Linked DNA regions of Rattus norvegicus: region 1 is linked to region 2. A link is a contact called in public Hi-C data. All regions are on one chromosome and are shown on one strand. The core of a region is the stretch at or near the end of the contact, and the rest is flanking DNA. Distances in the headings are between cores, read along the strand shown. Region 1 overlaps Tbc1d1 (TBC1 domain family member 1). Region 2 overlaps LOC134481747 (a long non-coding RNA gene).

Evidence for each region. Hi-C and Micro-C count contacts between places; a contact is called where the count stands out from the background.
Region 1: a Hi-C map of liver shows a contact between it and region 2, with 3 times the contacts expected there. The contact joins two enhancer-like sites. A contact is called at or near these places in 6 of 12 Hi-C or Micro-C datasets (Schwann cells, frontal cortex, kidney and 3 more).

Annotation. Positions count from the first base shown.
Region 1 is chr14:44,352,848-44,357,919 of GRCr8, reverse strand. The region is part of intron 14 of Tbc1d1 (TBC1 domain family member 1); the gene reads left to right. Among named protein-coding and RNA genes, the nearest start is that of Tbc1d1, 130 kb to the left of the region's middle. Within about 2 kb of position 1,824, at least 5 of the 93 cell types and tissues checked have an H3K27ac peak or open chromatin away from gene starts, as enhancers often do. A contact at or near this core is called in liver, where this site is marked.
Region 2 is chr14:44,141,247-44,146,668 of GRCr8, reverse strand. LOC134481747 (a long non-coding RNA gene) reads left to right here. Exons shown (of 2, transcript XR_010057514.1): 2 at 1,176-2,124. Among named protein-coding and RNA genes, the nearest start is that of Mir328b, 130 kb to the right of the region's middle. Within about 2 kb of position 3,113, at least 22 of the 93 cell types and tissues checked have an H3K27ac peak or open chromatin away from gene starts, as enhancers often do. A contact at or near this core is called in liver, where this site is marked.

The DNA of each region.
Region 1 (5,072 bases), core at 575-3,074, 210 kb before region 2:
GCTGAGGGCACGGCTGAGGGCACGCACACACTGGCTTCTCTGAGCAGTGGACAGAGATGTTCCACCTTGGAATTAAGTCTCTGATTGTCAGAGCCTCACTGTTCCTCCCATAGACAAGTGGGAGCACTCATCCCTGGACAAAGTTGTGCACACACTTGTCTATTAAGTGATTTTGTCCATTCATGGATCAGAACATGGATTTCACTAGCTTTAATGAGATTGGGATTCTTTGGTGATCTTGTTGAGGTGGGACCAGTTGCATCCCAGGCTGCTCCTCCATTTCTGAAAGGCTTTCTGCCCTACTGATACTGGTGCAAATAGCCTGTTTTGAATAGATAATGCTTAGAGTAGGCAGCTACGGTGGGTATTACCTGGGTCTTCAGGCCTACCTAGTCTCTGTGAGGCTGCTCTAGGCCTCCATTAATCACGGGTTTCAATGACTTTCTTGTTTTCTTTGTGGAGACAGGAATGAAGACAGGGCCTCCTGCCTGCTGGGCCAGTGCTCCACCACTGAGCTGCCAGTGACCTTAGATGAGAAGGGGTGTGCGTGTAAGGAAGCAGGGTGCAATGGGGTACAGTGATAGGGAGTAAGAGGGTAAACACGGACCTGGGAAATCCCTGTCTACCCTCATCCTCTACAGGCATTGCCCAGTGCTCTGCTCCAAGGATGTACTTTGTACGCAAGTTTGTTTTCCTTGTCAAGGACTCTCACCTAATTGTCAGGACAGCACAGGATGCTGGAAACCAGCTTTTAACTAGGTAGTTTGTGGTGCACATCCTCTAGTTTCTTTTCTCAGCATACCATCAAAAGAGAACTCTTTGTCATTATGAAATAATTTTTAGGCAGCTCTCCACTTGGAACGGAGGAAATCTTTTTGTTCTGTTTGTGCCAGGGAACAGTTTTAGTCTTCATCTAGTTCATTTCATTTAAGTATTTCATATCACAGTGTGCATTTCACCAACAATAGATGCCTTCAGATCTTGACATGTCTTGAAAATGGGAAGGAAAGTCTTTTTGGCATAAATAAGAATGATTTATTGACTTGAAACCCATTTTGTGAGTATATAGTCCAGTGAAGCCCATGTTGAGAGATTTTTTTTTTTTTAGCTTGTGAATACAGCTAGATCAGCCTGCCCTACTCAAAACATGAAGAACTTTAGGCTAGATAACCCTAGATGTAAACAGTTAAGGCCAAACTAAAGCATGTAAGGAATCTTCAGTGTGACTTCTATGTTACTGGGCAAGAGGTAGGAAGTACTTAGTGACTTAATTTGTTTTCAAGAATTTATGTGTCTTGGGGAGATTTTAATGGCTGACGTAGTGGAATGATGCAAACACCATATCCGTCTCTGTGCAGTCATTTTGCCTTGTTCAGGGGTGTGTCTTTCACTGGGCCTCAGAGCCATCTGGGGAATTCATTGTTGGAAATGGGTTGATCCAGGCTGACCTTGAACTCACTGTGTAACTGATGCTGCCCTTGAACTCTTGATTCTCCCTCCAGTTCTGAGTGCTGGGGTGCTACAGGTGTGTCTGGTTTTTGTTGGTGGTTGTATCTTGTCTTTCTGGGTTTTGTTTTGTTCTTTAATGTAGTGCTGAGGTTGGACTAAGGGACCTGTGGGGCAAGGACTCTACCAGCTGGACTTTATCCCTGGTCTTCCTGGGAGATTCCTAAGTAGCCAAGATGGACCTGTCCTCCCACTGCCTGAGTCAAGGTCAGACTTTGTGGGCTCTTTTTCTTTAGGAAGCTTTTGAAGTATTGCTGTCACATCAAGACCTGGCAACCTCGGGTGACTGGAGAGCCTGCCACCACTTGGTGGCAGTGTTTCTCCCTGGTCTTGGTGGTCCTGCTCTCCTATGCCCAAGAAAGAACTTGTTTCCTTCCCCCAGTACTGTTCTGTTGGAGTTAAGATAGTTGTACTTCTGCCCACTTGCAACTTATTTGAATAGGGAGTTGTGATTTCCGCAGGACTTTATGGGAAGAGTCTCTTTTTCTCCAGGATTTTATGGCAAGGACAAAAGCAGATAGTGTCCAGTTGACAGATGTGATTATTTTTTTAATTACTCCTCTTTGAGATGGGATTTAGCTCTGCAGGGCTTACTTGGAAACCTCTGCTGTAGCCTCTCAGATACTGGGGTTCCAGGCATATTCTACCTCCCAGGCAAGATTGATTTTTGTTCAATTTTACCTTGCTTTTCTGTAGTAAATAAAGACCTGTTTTGAGATGGAGTTTTTCTTTTCTTTTTTTTTTTTAAATTTATTTACTTTATGTAGCTGTCTTCAGACACACCCGAAGAGGCCATCAGATCTCATTACAAATGGTTGTAAGCCACCATGTGGTTGCTGGGAATTGAACTCAGGACCTCTGGAAGAGCAGTCAGTTGCTCTTAACCGCTGAGCCATCTCTCCAGCTCAAGATGGAGTTTTTTCACGCCAAGGATCTGATTGTTCATGTGAAGTTTTTTGTTTGCTCAGTTTTTGGTTTTGTTTTGTTTTGTGTGTATATGTGTTGTCCTTGGCATATCATTCCAGAACCACTGTGACTGCCTTGGCTGGTTGCTCCTGCGCTTGTTAACACTGCTACGCTAGCACTGTTACTTTTCCCGATGTGCCTCTGGAATTCAAACAGAAGTTCTTCCACTTCGTGAAGTGATCTGAAAACATCATCACCCTGATCACTTCTGCTTGCTAAGGGAATAGAGCCGAGGTTTCTATCCTCAGCATAGGAGCTGGGTGTTCTGGGAGTCAGGTGACTATGACTTGATTGCAGCACCCAGCTGGCAGGGACTTCCTCCTTGGGGTCAACTGACTATTCAGAGCATGTGTGTGTGCCCCAGGACAAAGTCCAAAGTGGAAAGTTTTGATTTGTTATTCTTTTTTTTTTTTTTTTCTACTATTTTTTTTTCTTTTTTTCCGGAGCTGGGGACCGAACCCAGGGCCTTGCGCTGGCTAGGCAAGCGCTCTTCCGCTGAGCTAAATCCCCAACCCCTTGATTTGTTATTCTTAATTTTGAGGCAAGGACAGGGTCTCATATAGTTCATATTGGCCTTGAACTCTGTAGCTAGGGCTAGCCTTGAACTCCCAATCCTGTGAGTACTAGAATTGCAGATGTGCTTTTCTTATCTAGCTTAATTTGTTACTATTAAAGGTTTCAGTAAGATGTCGAAGTGTGACAATGGCAAGAAGTTTGCAATGTTTTCAGGGGGATCAAATCTGTGGACTTAGTGAAGGCTGGGTGTGACCAGCAGGAGGGTGCATAGGAGGCTCCATGTCTTTACCTACAGCCGCCCTTGGGTGAATGTCTGCTGATATTTCATACTACACCAGCCTACTGGCCTCCGAAGCTCTATACCCTACAGCCTCCTAAGGTACAGGGATGGTCCTGAAGGGGGAGGGTAGCATGAGCTCTGGGAAGGGATTCTTTCTTTGGAAAAAAAAAAAGTTCATTTAATTTTACTTAAAAAGCAACTCTACTGAGATATAGTTTGTACACTGCACAAATCACCCATTTAAAGCCCACAGTTCAGTGTCGCTGTCTTCAGGGATTCGCTCTGGGCCCTGTGCAGCCATCACTATAGGACAAGCTAAAAATCCGTAAGTCACTAGAAAAGGAATTTTCTAATCACCACTTCACAGTCCATTGACCCCACCCCTTGCTGATAGGCAATCACTAATCTACCATGTCTCTTTTGCTAATCCTGGGCACTTCCTGTAAGTGCATCCCCAGAGTTTGTAGCCCTCTCTGCTGGCTCTTCCCACTTGTCGTGATGTTGCAGTCTTCTTTCATGTCTGTGCCTTACTCTCGGATGGAGACTAATGCTCTAACCTGTAGATGTGTTCCATTCTGCTCAACATTTCCCAGTGAGTAGACATGGGAGTTGTTTCCACTTCTTGGCTATTAGGAACAACGCTGTTTCGAGCATTGATGGAAGAGAGGTTTTGTGAATGAACATTAAGAAAGGGAGTTAGCACTATGGATGTGACACAGTGGTAGAGGTTTGCCTAGATACATGAGATCTGGGGTGTGATCCCGGCCTTGAAGGAAAAGAAGATTTTAATTGTGGGTTGGTGCAGAACCCCTTCCCATGGCGAGAGCCTGCCCTCTGACCCCCTGGGCTGGTCCTGCCAAGTGAGAGCTGGAGGAAGGGGTATTGGCACTTAGGTTCTCGCTGGGGCCTGGCCTTGTTTGCTTTGCTTTCACTTCAGTCTGACTCTCTTGGGTACTGGTACTGTCCCCATGAGCTCATGGGAAGTCCGATCTCCAAAGAGCCTTCTTTGGGAGTCCCACAGCTTGCCTTCACCCTGGGAACCAGCAGAGGGCCATAGGTTAATGGCGTTTGCAAAGTACCACATCTCTTTCAGTTATCTGTAAGCTTAACATACCCCAGAATGCTTTGGGGGAAATTGTAGAAACATAGGCTACTGGGCATCACCCCAAATTTCTGGAGATTAAATTATTTGGGGAGGAACCCTCAAGCCCCAGTGACTTACAGGAAAAGGGCCCATTATCATCTGATCTAAATTCTGCTTCCAAAAGTTCTAAGTGAACAGTAAGATAGCATTAGAATGAAAAACAGATATATCCTATAGCGGATTGGGGTGCCATTGCACACCCTGTTTTCTTTGCATAAAACTCATTGAATACTAGCACTAGTCATTGTAATTATCCCCAGTGTGTCTTAAGCATTTCGTGTCTCTGCTTTTACACATGCTAAATTTCTCAGTGTCATTACACATCTTTAAAAAGATAGTGGGAAGCTTGAACAACATACCATGGCTCCCTCTGTTCTGATTAGTTAATACAGCTAAGTTCCAGTCAATTCTGATTAACATTAAATTCAGGCTCTAGTTGCACAGATGAACTGTTCACAGTTTTAGGAATACATACCTGAAAGTTTTAGCTGGTTTGTTCACTTCAGCTAGTTCCTGATCAGAGTGAGGCTACATCACAGTAAGAGTGCACCTTGACTTGGAAGGTTTTCGGACTTACCTGGTAATTCTCTAATAAAGCACACATTTTAGGCTTACCAGGAACCCCAAAACTCTGGGGAGGGGAGTAGAATCTGTCTAGTA
Region 2 (5,422 bases), core at 1,864-4,363:
AACCCTGAGACCAAGTAACAAGTAAATTCACAGAATCTGGGCATATAGGACATAATTGAAAGGAAATTTTCCCTACCTTGGATTTTATGAAGATGAAAGATCTGTTGGAATGGCAGGGCCATTCTCTGTAATGAGGCCACAATGAATGATAACACTTTGGGGTCTCGCACTGCCTCCCTCTTGTTGCACAGCTGAGGAACAGGACCCTTTCCCAGACTGGTGTGACTTGGTTTTCAATGTCAGAATGGGGGTGTGAGGACAGTATTTTTGTAGGTAGGTGGACACAGTTGGATCTGTGCAAAGGAGTGGCGCAGGGTATCAATTGTGTTCTCTTGAGAAAAATAGCTTTCGAGACAGACATGAGGTACTTGCCCGTAAACCCAGCATTGTAGAGGTAGAGGTAAAAGGACATCCAGTTTCAATCTGGTTCGAAATGTCAACATAGAGGCAGGGGCAGGTACATCTCTGTGAGTTTAAGGCCAGCGTGGTCTACGTAGTGAGTTCCAGGACAGCCAACTCTATGAAGTGAGACCTTGTCTCAAAAACAATAAGCAAAAAGGAAAGGCCAGAGTCTATCCATCCGTTTTGTGCAGCTCTAACAGAATCCCCACAGACTGGGAAATTTTCCCCCAAGATGAGGCTTCTCTGTAAAGCTCTGGCTGTCCTGGAACTCACCCTGTATGGTGACCAGGTTGGCCCCGGACTCAGAGATCTTCCTGCCTCTCTAGCTCCCGGTGCTGGAATTAAAGGTGTGTGCAGTTTTTAAGAAAAAAGATTTCTCACTGTTCTAGAGGTCAGGGACACCTTTATAAAGAGAATGTTATCAAGTGCTGGCTTTTGTTCTGGGTCATCCCAGGGCAAATTGTAGGAGAGCTAGAGAGTACATGGGAACAGAAAGTGAACAAGAAAGAGGCCAGGCATGTTTTTATACTAAGTCTAGCACTCCCACCGTAGTAACCCACTTCTGCGTTGAACTCTCTTGTCCTAATGACCTGGTATCAAGCCCAATGTCCTGGCACTAATACACGGAGGGAAAGCTCTCAGCGCATGAACTTTGGGGAACACACTCAAACCACAGCAGCTACTTACTCCCAGGCAAGATGTTACTATAAATTTTTAACAATGTTTCAAGAATGTAGCTTTGTTTACAGTGCTTTTGTTTTGTTTTTACAAAGGTGAAGTTAAAATGAAGCCATTAGGGAAGATCTTAATCCCAGAACTTGGATAAACACAAAGGATGAAGACACAGAAAACAGACAACTACATACAAGACAAGGAGAAAGTTCTGGAATGGATCATTGCTCTCAAGCCCCAGAAAGGCTCTCAAGCCCCAGAAGGGGCTCTACCATGCACAGACTCTCGGCTTTCCAGCATCTATTACCACAAAAATGGGGAACTTCTGCCATTTACTGCACTTTGTTACAACAGACCTGGCGGAAGTCCAAACAAGTCCAAGGCTGACTCTGCACCCTCCCCTGCCTGCCAGCTGACCTGCCTTGTTCAAGCCTGAGAGCCTCTGGAGAGTCTCGGCTCTGTTGGGGGTTCTTTCTCACAAGCACATCAGTAAGCAGTGGGAGGGCTGGATCTGTGTGATCTGACATGTGCCTGTCCCAGACTTCCTCACAGCTCCTTCTTAGACAGCTTTCCCTGTGAAAACAGCTAGCAACCCTCATCAGTGTCAGGCAAGAACCCCAGGACTCATTGGGATCAGCCTTGTCTGGCTGGATTCTTGAACATATGGAGCTGGCCTATTCTCCTGTAGCCTCTAGAGCTTCAAACCTCAGGCTCTCTTTCCTGCAGCCCTCCTACTGGCTCCTCAGTGACCCTTGGGGTTCCCAGGTAAGAGGCAAATTGTTTAGGCAAGCCTGACATCACTTGAAGGAAACCAATTCAAAACATACCATGTGCAACTCAACTTACAGTAAGGCTCTGAATCTCTAAGAATTTCATAAACAAGTAATATTTTAAAAAATGGTTATTGATGAAGGAGAAAAGAACCTGAAGAAATCAGATGCTGTGAGGGAGGTTTAGTCAAGGCTTTTTCAGGTACAGTGTGTTCTAGAGTTTGACTATTGAGCTGTAGAAATAAATTACCTATTAAAATGTGCTCTCTATTGAAGAGGGTACCAGAGTGTGACTTTTTTTTTTTGCATTGGAAACACACCCTGTTTAATTTGTAATATAAATACACAATACATAGGTCCTGTGACTGTATACATTTATTTTGACTTATGTTTTAAAAGGGTAGTTATTTAATTTACCATGAAGGAGAGCTGGCAGACCCATCATAACTGGTACGGAATACTGCATTCAGACCTTGACCTAGGTTAGACCTCCCAGGAAACCAGCTCTGTGGCCTTGGCCTCCTCAATCCTCCCATCAATACCACAGGCTCGACTCCACCTGTTTACAGGCGTACAGTCATAAAGAGGCTCAGAGGTCTAAACACTTTGAAACCACCAAGTCTATCAGCAGCCAGAACACTTTTCAATGGCACATGCACAGTGGGAGGTCATAGGCTAAGCCGTCTACGTCTGGCAAGATCCAACCTTAAGAATGTTTTTATTTGTCCTCAGGTCGCTGTACCATGTACTGGGGCTACTCTAAAGAGAGACCTAGGTCCCCTTTCCTCAAGCATTTTACTGGGAGAGGTTCGGGGCCAGAAGGGCTGCTGTCTTCTTCCTCAGTCCTAGGGCAGAAACTTTCAGGAAAACTGTGATGAAGATGTTCACTGGCATCTTTTTTTAAAACTCCCTTACCTTAAAATCCCCCCCCCCCCAAGAAGGAAGAGGCAAGAGAATTAAGAAGATTTTTGAAGGACAAAGCTAACACAACCAACACTGTCCCGATTGGTTGATTTGATTTCTCTGTCACCCCCTGTTTTTCTGTGCCATAGAGAACATCTAGGGGTTTGTCTCTAAACAGATGCTTGCAAGGAAAGTTTAACATAATCCACAGAGCTGTAAAAGTTCTTGGTGTGGCCCTCGGTGGAGTGCTTTCTCACATTCCCAGAAGTAGCCAATCTACCACGTGGCAGGGCTGCTACAGGAAGGGAGGGAGCCAGCAGGGCACGGAGCTGCCTGCAGCAGCAGGGCAGGGCGGCTCCCAGGAGGACGCAGGCGTGGTGGCCCCTCCCTGCCGCGAGCCCAGGCCCGCCCACTGCCACCGGCGAAAAGGAGGAGAGACCTACATTTAAAAAGGCAGGAACCTACTAGCTCCAGAGCTCCTACAATGCCAAATGAGAATTCCTGTTTATGGGTCAAACAGAGGTCAAGAATTACTCAGTCATCTCTAAAACCCCCTACTTAGGGGGTCAAGCCAGGCTGGAAACCCATGCTAGCTAAATCTAACTTGATCTCCCCAGAGTCTAACACTGCTTCTTTATTTATTTTTTCTTTCTTCCTTTCTTTCACTTTTTACTGTTTTGCCGGAGATACAGGGGGTTTTTTTTCTGTTACTTCCGGTTTGTGGCTGTGCTTTCTTTGCCTTACTTCCTTTTGGGTTGTTGGAGGGTTAGGTTGCTTCACTGTGATGTCCACTTAAAGATGTATGAAAAAGGATGGGAGGGAAAGAGGAGGTGGGATAGAAAGAGGAGGAAAGAAGAGGGAAAGGAGAGGGAGGCAGAGAGAGAGGGAGAGGAGAGAGGTTGTTAGACAGCACACAGTAATTTTGCTTATGCTATAAAATATTTAATACGTTCCTCTTCATGGATATGTTCCACAATAATGCACAATGTCACTGTGTTCAAAGTACAGGTAAAGAAGTCTAGTCTCATCAAAGCCTGGATCTGTGTTGACTGACTCCAACCCCGAAGCGCTTTCGTCTGTTTAACCTTTCAAGGAGGTGTTTATTCATCTCTTATTACAAAGCATATGCCTGACATGCAAAACAAAAAACAAAAAAACAAAAAAAGCTTAATTCGGTCCTTTTGAGAAAATGTGAAGACTATGATTTCGTCTTTGGCCACTCCTTTGCAATCTTTCTACGCAGGTATCAACAAGGGCTGCTGTGGTCCTCGTGGTCCCACCCGCGGGTGCACTTCCAGCATCTGGCAGCAGGGGGCGCATGTGTGCAAGAGGCGGAAAGTGCACCGGGCAGGAAGAGTCAGATCTTGTGTTTGTCCTTCTTAGCAGGCCCAGGCTATCAATACGTTAATTTTTCTCCTTGAACATTTAGAACCAGTGGCTGCAGACTTCTCTACAGAGATCCATGCTTCCTCACTCGTAAAGTGGGGGGAAACATCTTTGGGACTTGTAGAAAAAGATCTCTGCTGAATCCGAGGGAGGAAAAAAATCTCAGGAAGGAGCCAGGCTTGGCCCCTGGCTTCTGTTGAAAAAGGAGAACTCAGAAAGCAGGGACAACGGCCATCCTATGTCCAAGTATCACAGGACTTCTCCCACTGACTTCCTGAGAAGACCTCAAGGGTTGGGAACGGCACACCTGTAGGAAAGCTTTACCTGCTCCAATAGTACAGGGGGCTGGCTTGGGTCTCAGGCACCTTTAAGTGCTACTCACATGGCAAAGCCTGTGAATTTCTTGGAGAGTCACCAAGAATTCACCAAGATCCACCAAGTTTCTGGTCATTCACCAAGCTGTATTAATAGTGAAACCCTCTGGTAAAAAAACAAAAAAACAAACAAACAAACAAAAAAAAACCAAAAAAAAACAAAAACCAAAAAAAAAAACAAAAAAAAAAAAAAAACAAACAAACAAAAAAAAAAAACAAAAAAAAAAATGTCCTAAAGTCAAACAAATGCAAAGACGTAATCAGGGTAGCTAGATAGAACTGAACAAATGGCCAGGGGTTGGTAGCATGAACCTTTAATCCCAGGACTCCAAAGGCAGAGGCACATTGGATCTCTATGAGTTCAAGGCTAGTCTGGTCTCTAAAGCAAGTTACAGGACAGCCAAGGCTACATAGAAAAAAACCTGCCTCAAAAAGCAAAGAACAAGAAAGGAGGAAAAGAAAAAGGAGGAGGAGGAGGAAGAGGAGGAGGAGGAGGACAGGAAAAAGAAAAGAGAAAAGAAAAGAGAAATGGACAAATGGTCGCCCAGTTGAAGGAGAGAGCAATGATATTTAGCGCTCCGTCCTTTGGGCTCCCTTAAAATACAGCAATGCCTGGATAGCATGGAGACATACACATTGTCACAGAGGTACCTAGTGTCCTGTTTGATGGTTAATCGCCTTATCAAGTTGACTGGACTGAGAAACACCAAAGTGGTGATGATACCCATCTCTGGGTGTGTCTGCCAGGAGGGTGGAGAAGGAAGGCACGGCCTAAAAGTGTTGGGCACCATCCCACTGGGCACAGGTTAGATGAAACCCCAGCTTCCATGATGTAAGATATCCCTTCAGGCTTTCCCTACCACGATGGATTGAAGCCTAGAACAAATCCCCTTGTAAGTTGGCCTCTTAGGAATT